Regions from separate parts of the Arabidopsis thaliana genome. Here region 1 is linked to region 2. A link is a contact called in public capture Hi-C data. All regions are on one chromosome and are shown on one strand. The core of a region is the stretch at or near the end of the contact, and the rest is flanking DNA. Distances in the headings are between cores, read along the strand shown. Region 1 holds the start of AT1G31780 (oligomeric golgi complex subunit). Region 2 holds the start of AT1G31710 (Copper amine oxidase family protein).

What was found. Capture Hi-C pulls out chosen DNA fragments and counts their contacts.
Region 1: a contact with region 2 is called in a capture Hi-C map of shoot, with 6 times the contacts expected there. A contact is called at or near these places in 9 of 26 Hi-C or Micro-C datasets (cotyledon, leaf, rosette leaf and 4 more), 1 of 2 datasets of targeted methods (shoot) and 2 of 3 other capture datasets (seedling and shoot).

Annotation. Positions count from the first base shown.
Region 1 is chr1:11,389,081-11,394,896 of TAIR10.1, forward strand. It overlaps AT1G31780 (oligomeric golgi complex subunit), which reads left to right and starts at 2,119. Exons shown (of 9, transcript NM_102912.5): 1 at 2,119-2,683; 2 at 2,766-2,873; 3 at 2,978-3,045; 4 at 3,474-3,597; 5 at 3,705-3,851; 6 at 4,059-4,313; 7 at 4,422-4,706; 8 at 4,799-4,933; 9 at 5,033-5,668. The coding sequence starts at 2,261. The coding sequence ends at 5,530. AT1G31790 (Tetratricopeptide repeat (TPR)-like superfamily protein) reads right to left here. Exons shown (of 1, transcript NM_102913.3): 1 at 5,610-5,816. The coding sequence ends at 5,664.
Region 2 is chr1:11,346,305-11,351,298 of TAIR10.1, forward strand. It overlaps AT1G31710 (Copper amine oxidase family protein), which reads left to right and starts at 3,393. Exons shown (of 5, transcript NM_102906.4): 1 at 3,393-4,341. The coding sequence starts at 3,551. AT1G31690 (Copper amine oxidase family protein) reads left to right here. Exons shown (of 5, transcript NM_102904.3): 4 at 160-704; 5 at 1,256-1,641. The coding sequence ends at 1,463.

The DNA of each region.
Region 1 (5,816 bases), core at 869-3,368, 42 kb after region 2:
GTTAATAGATTTAACCTTTCAAAAACATATATAGCCAGCCCAATTTTTTTAATTTTTCTTTTTTCACATACATCGTATTTCTGAAAGTCCTAAACTTATGTTCTTTTGACGTAATTTGTTCTTAAAAAAATAGAATATTTGATTTAGTTAATGCATCCGATTTCAGACAAACCTATTTAAAACAAAAACAACCTAAAGTCCCATAACATTCAATACTCATGGTGCACAATAGAATCGAATATAATTCCACGAATAGAAAAACGGCGGGTAGTTAATACTAGCTACTATAGTAAAAAGTCATTACTACAAAAATATGTGTTCAATGATTTAGTTACCCAAACAATTCTTTTTGTGAGTGGAGGAAAGTATTGATACAATTTTTGATATCATTGTGAGGTTGACCATCTTAACATATCATATCATTGTGGAAGTGCTATACACACACACATATACTAATAATTAATATATATGAAAAGTATATATGTTCGGTTTTCGACTAGGATTTACAAGTAAAACTTATCACTTCAATTTATAGATATCTGTTTTTTTTGTTTAATCTTATGGTAACAAGAAGATCTCAAGAAAATTTTTGAAACTTGTTGTCGCCCGTAAGAAATTGAATTTTTATCACATAAGACCTAGCTAACCATAATTAAAAGTGTGCAATAGGAAATTTTGAATTTTGTTTCCCCAACTCCCTTTTTAACCACTAAATTACTGTGAGTTGATTGTTTTCCTTTTCCTATTGTTGATTCTATTGAACTATATTTAGCTTCCAACTAGACAAACCAAGTTACCCCTAATAAAGATATAGGGTTAAACCCAAAATAAAGATATATATGATAATCATAAAAAAAAAAAAGATATATATGATGGTATTAATAAAAAGTCATCAGCATGCAAAACCTTAGTCATATAGTTTCAAATCAGATTACACATTTTTAACAAATCCTTTGTAGTAAATGCTGTATATATTTACAGTGATCGATCCTTGTCGTGATCATGAATGCGACATTGATGCCATTAATATATATACTCTCTAAAATCTTTTTTGATTTGTCTAGCAAAATTCTTTTTGATAATTAAATGCCTAATTAGTCATATAACTAGTTCATAGGCGTGTGTGTTTTCGAGGATATTAGACCATCCTGGTCGGGCCCGTAAACCCACTTGGGAGTATTTATAGCGCTAATCATTGTTTGTCTTAATCATCATCTTGTGATGTAGCTAGCACAACTCGTCCACCATTGTTTTTTTCCCTTTTTCCTTTTTCGATTAATTATTTCGTTGCACTCTTACACAATCCTTAATAACTTTGCACCGCCCATTATTAACAAAAACTAATTATAAAGCATTTGGTTTGATCAAACGTAATGCTTATTTATAGGTAAGATGGTTTATGTTTAAGTATTCAAGGCTTTCAAGCCATAGTATAGTGTCTTTAAGTTGTAAAATTAGTAGATTCATTTTTTGTTACCAACGAAGTTAATTATGGAACTTTTTTTGGGTGTAAATGAGCTTTATCTACTAATACAAATGATTGCGTGTAAGATATGGACTGATAAAATTCAACTAGTTATAACATGATAGTTTGGCTGTAGAATCATGATTTTGCTTGAAAATAGTAGAAACCCGACTTTACGTATCACTAATGTTTTGCTTTTGAATCACATCATAACATTTTGAGGTTTTCCATCCGAACCACAAATTCATATTATGCCTCAAACTGGAAAAATCGTAAATTAACGTTAGAAAACCACTAATATATGATCTTATGTAGAGTTCAAAAGTTTGCATTGAAATCAATATTTGACGTTACAATGTCTGCGTCAGAGTATAGCAGAACCACGACTTGGCATAATTTTGGAATAAAGATTTGACGAAAACATTGTAAGGTCACAATCACATCGGAATCACAATATCGAGATTTGTCATATAATTTAAGAATAAATTATTTAACACATTTTGTGTTTATATATATTGAAACAGTATATGTATATAGCCAATGTGGAATTATGTCTGTCTCATTTGGTGAAAAAAAATTGCTGCCTCATTTGATGTCATCTATAATGGGCCATTATAAGAGGCCCATAAATAAAATATAATCTGGGCCTGACTTACTGAGTTTTTGACCCATAGAATCATTTGAGATCCGACCGTTCTGCAGGAGGAAGAAGATCATCAGAGATCGAAGAAGAAGAAGAAGAAGGCAATGCTCGAAGATCGTTTGTAGAAGAAAACCAAACGAAGCAGAGTAACAATGGCTTCGACGGTGGGATTAGCACCGGGGCTCTCCCGGAAATTGAAGAAGGTATTGGATTGTCGTACAGATAGTCCGGATCTGGTGGCGTCGCTTAACGCTTTATCCTCATTCTACGACGAGAACAGTGCTCACGCACGGAGAAATCTCAGATCGACGATCGAGAAACGAGCGCTTCAGATCAACAGTGAGTTCCTTAACGCGGCTGATTCGACTCAGATCGCATTGGATCGCGTGGAGGAGGAAGTGAATGCTTTAGCTGATTGTTGCGATAAGATTGCGGCGGCGCTAAGTAGTTCCGCGGCTACCACTAGCGATATTATTAGTACTACTGAGAGGCTAAAGCAAGAGCTTGAGGTTACTACTCAGAGGCAAGAGATCGTTAACTGTTTTCTTCGTGATTACCAGCTTTCGAATGAAGAGGTGAGTGTAATCATTAACTTAATGGTGATCAGATCTCTGGAATATGAAAATGAGTGTTGATTGTTTGATGCAATTTTGGCAGATTAAAGCGCTTAGGGAAGATGAATTGAATGAGAATTTCTTCCAAGCGTTGTCTCATGTTCAGGAAATTCATTCCAATTGCAAATTACTTCTTAGGACGCATCATCAGGTGAGATTTGCTATATTTTCACTGTGTTTTGCGAATTGTGTTTATTTTTTTGTGCAAAGTGGATTGGTGTGGTTAGTATTTGAGTGTATGGGACTTGTATACAGCGTGCGGGTTTGGAATTGATGGATATGATGGCTGTGTATCAAGAAGGAGCATATGAGCGCCTTTGCAGGTACATATCTGCTTGTTTTTTAGAAGACTTGTTAGTAGAAATTTAGAGTTTGGGTTTAGCATGACCTCCGTATTGATAATTGGTGTATCCTGAACTTCTCTGCAATGTCTCTTTACAAATCCGTTTCTTTCCAAGAAGGCTTGTTGGTAGAAACTTAGTGTTGGATTTAACATGAATTCCTCATTGCTAATTTGGAACCTAGATAGTTTGGGTGAATGTAAACTGTTTTTCATGGTTTGTACTTGTAGGACGATTATTTGTTTTCAAAAAGGGTCACCTTTTCTAAATTCGTTTAGGGCGAACGAGAAAACTCAGTACTGGCTGTTAAAGCAGAATGTTCATTATTATTGCCTTTGTTTTTGCCGTGAGCCTAGAGTTCATAGAAGTTCGAGGTATCAATTGTAACCAAAGAACCTTGAATTTTCTAGGTGGGTTCAGGCTGAGTGTAGGAAACTCGGTGATACGGATAATCCAGAGGTGAGTGAGCTTTTGAGGACTGCTGTTCGTTGTCTCAAAGAAAGACCCGTTCTCTTCAAATATTGTGCAGAGGAGGTTAGTCTTTTGGCGTCACTGAAGTTTAATTCTCTGTGAAACTGCTACGATACAGCTATATGGGGCATGTTTGTCGAGCTCCTTATGAACTATGTCAAATCATTCAGGTAGGGAATCTGAGGCACAATGCGTTATTTAGAAGATTTATTAGCGCTCTTACACGTGGAGGGCCTGGAGGAATGCCTAGACCCATTGAAGTTCATGCCCATGACCCCTTAAGATACGTGGGAGACATGCTTGGGTGGCTACATCAGGTTTGTGACCACATTTTCTTCTCATATGGTACCCTCATTTAATCCTCATGCGACTAATGTAAGAGTGATGATTTGTTTACTACACTCAACAATAGATAATCATGTTTGTGAATTGAGTACCGGATAATCATGAACATTACTATATTAGACTAAATATCCTTTTATTTGTTATTTCTTTCCTAATGTAAAATGTTACTTTGGCTGCAGGCTTTGGCATCAGAAAGAGAATTGGTTCATGCTTTATTTGATATAGACTCAGCTGACCATCAATCAAACGCAAAAAATACCTCTGAGAATATTGCCCTAAAGGCAGGAGAATCTGACTTTACATTTGTTCTGGATAGAATTTTTGAAGGAGTTTGCCGTCCATTTAAAGTGAGAGTCGAACAAGTTCTGCAGTCACAACCAAGTCTTATTATTTCTTACAAACTCACCAACACCTTGGAGTTCTACAGCTACACTGTGAGTTTTACATAGCCTCTTTTTGTACTTGTCGCTCTGTATATTATATGACATTTATCAATCTGGTGGTTTAATCATTGCCTCATTGGTTTCTTTTCCACCTTGCAGATCTCAGATTTACTTGGGCGAGACACTGCACTGTGTAATACAATTGGAATGGTAAAGGATGCTGCACAGAAAACCTTCTTTGACATTCTTAAAACCCGAGGAGAGAAACTTCTACGATACCCTCCACCTGTAGCCGTTGATCTCTCTCCTCCTCCAGCTGTCCGAGAAGGAGTTTCTCTTACTCTTGAGATTATCGAGAATTACAACAGTATGATGGTTTCTGCTTCAGGAGAGAAACCGGCTTTTGATCCCGTCCTCTCTGCACTGCTTGACCCTATTATTAAGGTACATGAAAGCTCAAACTTATGAAATATCGTGTGCATCGAAAACCATGATTGTGCATTGAAGCAGATTTCTCAACTTTCTCAAATCCGCAGATGTGCGAGCAAGCAGCAGAGGCGCATAAATCAAAGAAGAGCGGCCAATTACCCAGAAGAAGCAGAACAAGTTCTGACTCAAGCCAGTTAACCTCAGTCGATGCTCTACTCTCTAGCAGCCCATCCCCACCACAGGTATCATTTGCCTATATAAAACCAGTACAGTTTATACGTCAACGTTCATAGCCCAAAAAATTATCCTAACTTTCATTTCTTCTTATGATCTTTTTGCAGAACAACGAAACACCCTCAAAAATATTCCTCATCAACTGTTTATGCGCGATCCAACAACCATTGCTAAGACACGATGTTGCGTCCCAATACGTAACCAACATTGGATTAATGATCGAGAACCACATAAACCTCCTCGTCCAGAATGAAGTTGACACACTACTCCACAAATGCGGTCTTTCAGACAAAATGCAAATCTTCCGCTCTTCCACATCCGAACTTCCCTTATCTGAACGACAAGACACTTCACCCGCGATGCTATCCGAATGCCTCAAGGCATTCTTCGGCCTCGTTTTGGGAAGCGAAGGCTCTCTTCCTGAGTTTGAGCAGATACAGGTCCCTAAACTCAGGTCTGAAGCTTGTGTCAGGGTCGCTAAAACTTTAGCTGAAGCTTACGAAGTTATATACCAAGCTGTAACAGATCAACAAAATGGATATCCAGATCCAAAGTCTCTCGCCCGACATCCACCAGATCAGATCCGAACGATTCTTGGTATATGAATGTACGCTTGTTTTTTTTCAATTATCTTTCGTAATCATACTTGTAAACCAAACAATCAATTTATCTTTTCATCTAAATACTCTTATATATATTTACATATCAGGTTCAATCATTTTCTTTATCTACAGTTAGTTACATCTGAAGGTGGGCTTCGTTCAAAAGCGTGTCATGTGCTTTGATTCCAGTTGCTTTCATCTGATAGAGAAGCTTAATGGCTTCAATGTAAATCCCATTCTGCATATAACTTGCGACCATAGCGTTCCAGCAACTAACACTAGTCTCGTC
Region 2 (4,994 bases), core at 2,143-4,642:
AAAGATTTTTTTTTAGATTATATTTGTATTCAATATAAACACATAAATGGATGTTACATTCAAACTCTAGCATAAATAAATAATAAGATTTAACCATGCATGTTAGATCGATATTCCCAAATTTAATTAGTTTTAATGTTACAACTTTGATGTGCGTAGGTCGGTTTAACCGGTGTTTTAGAAGTTAAACCTGTGGAATATGTTCACACATCAGAGATCAAAGAAGACGACATCTACGGGACAATTGTTGCTGACAACACCGTCGGAGTTAACCACGATCACTTCGTGACATTCCGTCTTGATCTTGATATAGATGGTACGGAAAATTCATTTGTTCGTACCGAACTCGTGACCAAGAGGACTCCAAAATCTGTTAACACACCGAGAAAAAGCTATTGGACAACAAAACGAAACACAGCAAAAACCGAGGCAGACGCTCGGGTGAAACTAGGCTTGAGAGCGGAGGAGTTGGTGGTCGTTAACCCTACCAAAAAAACTAAGCATGGCAATGAGGTTGGATACCGTCTACTTCCTGGGCCGGCTTCAAGCCCACTTCTTGTCCAAGATGACTACCCACAGATTCGGGCAGCATTCACCAACTACAACGTGTGGATCACACCGTATAACAAATCGGAGGTTTGGGCTAGCGGTTTGTACGCTGATCGGAGCCAAGGTGACGACACATTAGCCGTATGGTCCCAAAGGTATTTTACATCTCTACTAAAAATTGATTCTTAGTATCATTCGAATTATCGTAGTACCACATTTAATTTGAATCCTAATATAACTTTTTAATCAACGAATATATTCCAAGCCTAACTTCAAACACGAATTGAGAAAATAAAGGGTTGTATGTTTACGGGAAATGGGTAAAATTGAAATTAAATGATTAAAAAGTTTTACTATATTATCTTTTTAATTCGTAAAAAAAATTGTGCAAAACTAACCAATTAGTTTACTTCCTTTTTTTTTAAATGAAAATTTATATTTTTACGTATCTTTAAAGCACTTTGACGTAAGATTATATATAAAAAAAAATATAAAGAATTTTAAGGGATTAGTACAAGTAAAAGTATATATACATAGATCTGTCTCAAATATAGAAAAATGTAAAAACCTGAAATATTTTTGAAAACAATACAAATTTTATGAATAGGAGATGATCTTATTTGAAATTTTAGATATTATTTTATACTTATGAGACAAATTTCTGTGTATTATTATGGGACCAAAAATTATACAAATGAATGTGCAGAGATAGGGAAATAGAGAACAAAGATATAGTGATGTGGTACACCGTTGGATTCCACCATGTCCCATGCCAAGAAGATTTTCCGACGATGCCTACTATGTTTGGCGGCTTTGAACTTCGGCCAACCAACTTTTTCGAGCAAAATCCTGTTCTCAAGGCTAAACCTTTCAATCTCACCACCATTCCAAAGTGTACTACGAAGAACGAATAATAACCAGCTCATCATTCGATGAATGGCATTCATGATTTGATCTTTATGAGGAATTGTAAAGAGATTCCAAGAGATAATCATTATTCATGTGTATCCATAAAAATCAGATAATATGAATTAATAAAAGAAAGAAATTGATTTTTCGATCTTTTTCTTATAACTCATGAATGCTGGTTACGTTCGTTGTTCTTCATAATTTCAGAAGCATGATATATATATGAGAAAATTGACTAATAGGACTACACTTTTAAGTTTTGAACATAGAAATATTTGTGGTAATAAAAAGTAAAGCAAAATCAGTATCGTAATCTCTCTTGCGTTCATTTTCGACATGCACGTAATCAAATGTCCGCAAGTTATTTTATATAAAAGAAAAAACTAACAAAATTATACGGGCAAGTTCTATGTAAAGGCCACTCTTCGAAGATGTTCATACCTTACATGGACCCGAGTGGTGATTGGAATTTCATTACCTACCTTGATTGAAGCTGTGATTAGTCTGCATGTCCCCTTAGATTATTTAGCAAGTGCAGTTTTTAATGGATGGAAAATTTATTATAGGTCAAGAGCAATGTGGGATATAGGTTTTGACCCTTATGCATAATTCGGCCCAAACAAAGATTGGCTGAGTTAACATGCTACTTACACAGGAATTTGGCCCAACTTAACAACACTCGTGTCCAGCGGAAAAACAGTTTGACCCACAATCTTGGTTCGGTCCGAAGAGAAGGGCAAAAAGTAACCATGTAAAAGGAGACAAAATGAACCCTATGTTAAGCTCATAGCCTATATATAAGTAGCCAAAAATATTATTTGTAACAATATCAGACCATAAGTACCGAAAGAATTAAAGAGAGAATTGCTGCCTAGCCTAGACTATAGTTTTTTTTTTTTTTTCCGGTACTGCATGTTGTTTTGCTGATCGGTAGATTTTTTTTTTTTACTCTTTTCGGTTATTCAATTCCAACTTAAACCAGATCCCATTGAACAAACACAAGAGTAAACCGAAATCTCCAAAAAGGGATTATAACCCGGAATTGCACAAGAGGAAAAATATGGAATCACTATACTGTACATTTAACCTCCTCGGCTCTGGTCAACAAAATGAACCATATACCGGCCCAGTAGATTCGGCCCACACAGATACATGTTTTCATTTACTCCAAAGTTCAAAGGCAACCCGCACCAATACATATGTATTGATGCATTGTGCATGTATAATATCCCAAATTTTACTCCAAAGCAACATACATTTTGTCAAACATAAATCACTTCTATTATATTTGCATCAATAGAGCAAGACTTATAGTTTAGTAATTTGTATAGCAACGTCGTTTAGACACACGGAAATATCGAACTGGTAGCAAGAGAAGATATCATTTGAGATTTCGTAGATTATGTGTTAGGTAGGTAGGGTAAGACATAAGTCAAAGAACTACCATATCATATTATATGTGTAAGTTCGTGTAGTGAATTATGGCCCAAGTGAATTATTACATATAGCTATGCTTGTCCAGAGAAAATTAAAACAGTATATAACATGGGTCTACATGTCCAAAGAAAATTATTACTGTATATAATATGGCTCTTTTCTCCATAACAAACTATTACAGATTAAACTATATCACCATACGTTATATCCCTCTGATACTAATAGTTTGATGTTTTGTGGTTTTCACACATATTAAGAATTCAATCATTGTTTAATCAATTTAACTTTGTTTTTCATGTTAAATATTTTTAGTAATTATCAACCAGTAGTTGTGTAAGAAAGTTCATGATTTCTAATAATTGTATCTTGAAGTTTACAATTTACAAATATAAATCAATAAAAATAAAGAAAAATAGAAGAAAATCAATCTTTGTAGAACAAAGGAAATATAAATATTAGTTTCCTAATTATTCTTTTCGTCGAATGGTTTAATAGAGGTCGCTTCTTTGATTTCTACTTAAACGTCTATTTCTCACGTGCAAAAAGAATATATATTAATTTAATACCATCAAGGCATTTTTTTGCCTATAAAAATTTGAAGTTAAACATAAACCAAATCCATTAAAGCAAACAATAATACCTCACAAAGAACAATATGGCTCCACTTCACTTCACCATTCTCATCCTTTTCTCTTTCGTTATCGTAGTCTCATCCTCAAGCTTTACTCCACCGCGTCACCCATTTGATCCCTTAACCGAGACCGAACTCAAACTCGTCCGAACCATCATCAACAAGTCGTACCCCGTTGGTCCGAATCATAAGTTCACTTTCCAATACGTTGGTCTCAACGAACCCAACAAGTCTCTAGTCTTGTCTTGGTACTCATCACCGAATCATACCATCAAACCACCACCACGCCAAGCGTTCGTCATTGCTCGAGACAACGGAAAGACCAGAGAGATAGTCCTTGACTTTTCCTCTCGTGCCATCGTCTCGGACAAAATTCACGTAGGAAATGGTTACCCTATGCTCTCAAACGACGAGCAAGAAGCATCCACCGAGCTTGTTGTCAAGTTCAAGCCGTTTATTGACTCGGTCGCGAAACGTGGCTTAAACGTTTCGGAGATCGTGTTCACGACGTCAACGATTGGATGGTACGGTGAGACTAAGGCCGAGGCGGAGCGAGTTATTAGATTGATGCCGTTTTATCTTGACGGCACCGTTAATATGTATCTTAGACCTATTGAAGGAATGACGATAATCGTTAATCTTGATGAGATGAAGGTATCGGAGTTTAAGGACAGGTCAGTGGTTACTATGCCCATAGCTAACGGAACGGAGTACCGTATCTCGAAGCTTAACCCACCCTTTGGACCGACGCTTCATAACGCCGTCCTTTTGCAGCCGGATGGTCCGGGCTTCAAGGTCGATGGACACATCGTGAGGTAAATGATTAACAAACCCAAAAAATGACTAATATTTATGGCTATATCTCTTCCTTTGGCTCCATACGAATTATAGATCAGATTTTGCAGACAACATGCTATGCATGCTATATATGGAAATTATATTTTTAAAGTTTATCAGTGGCAAATAGCCAAATGGCATTTTTTCCTTTGGCTCCTTACGCATTATAGATCAGATTTTGCAGACAGCAATTATGCATGCTATATATAGAAATTATATTTTAAAAGTTTGTCAGTGCAAATGGCCGAATAGTAGTAACAGTGGTTTGTGTCTTTGTGAGGTAAAATGATTAACAATTATAGGTTGCTAAAGTAATGATTTGCTATGGATTTCTTATTGAATCATGAATCAAGGTTTAACATGCTTATATAGAGAGAGATAGAACTAAAGAATTGGAAAAGATAATGATAATGGAAACTAAACATATCTCTCATATTATGAGAATATTCTAAACCGCCGAATATAGGTCTCTCTGTCTCTCTATTTTCTATTAGCTCCATACGCCTGATATATGTAGATCAAATTTTGCTAAATCTGATAATTAAATCTATAAACTGTGTCGGTGTAAATAGTTCTCAAAACCTGATATATTTTCTTTTTTGCTGTTTTACGAAAATATTCTCTCAAGTGA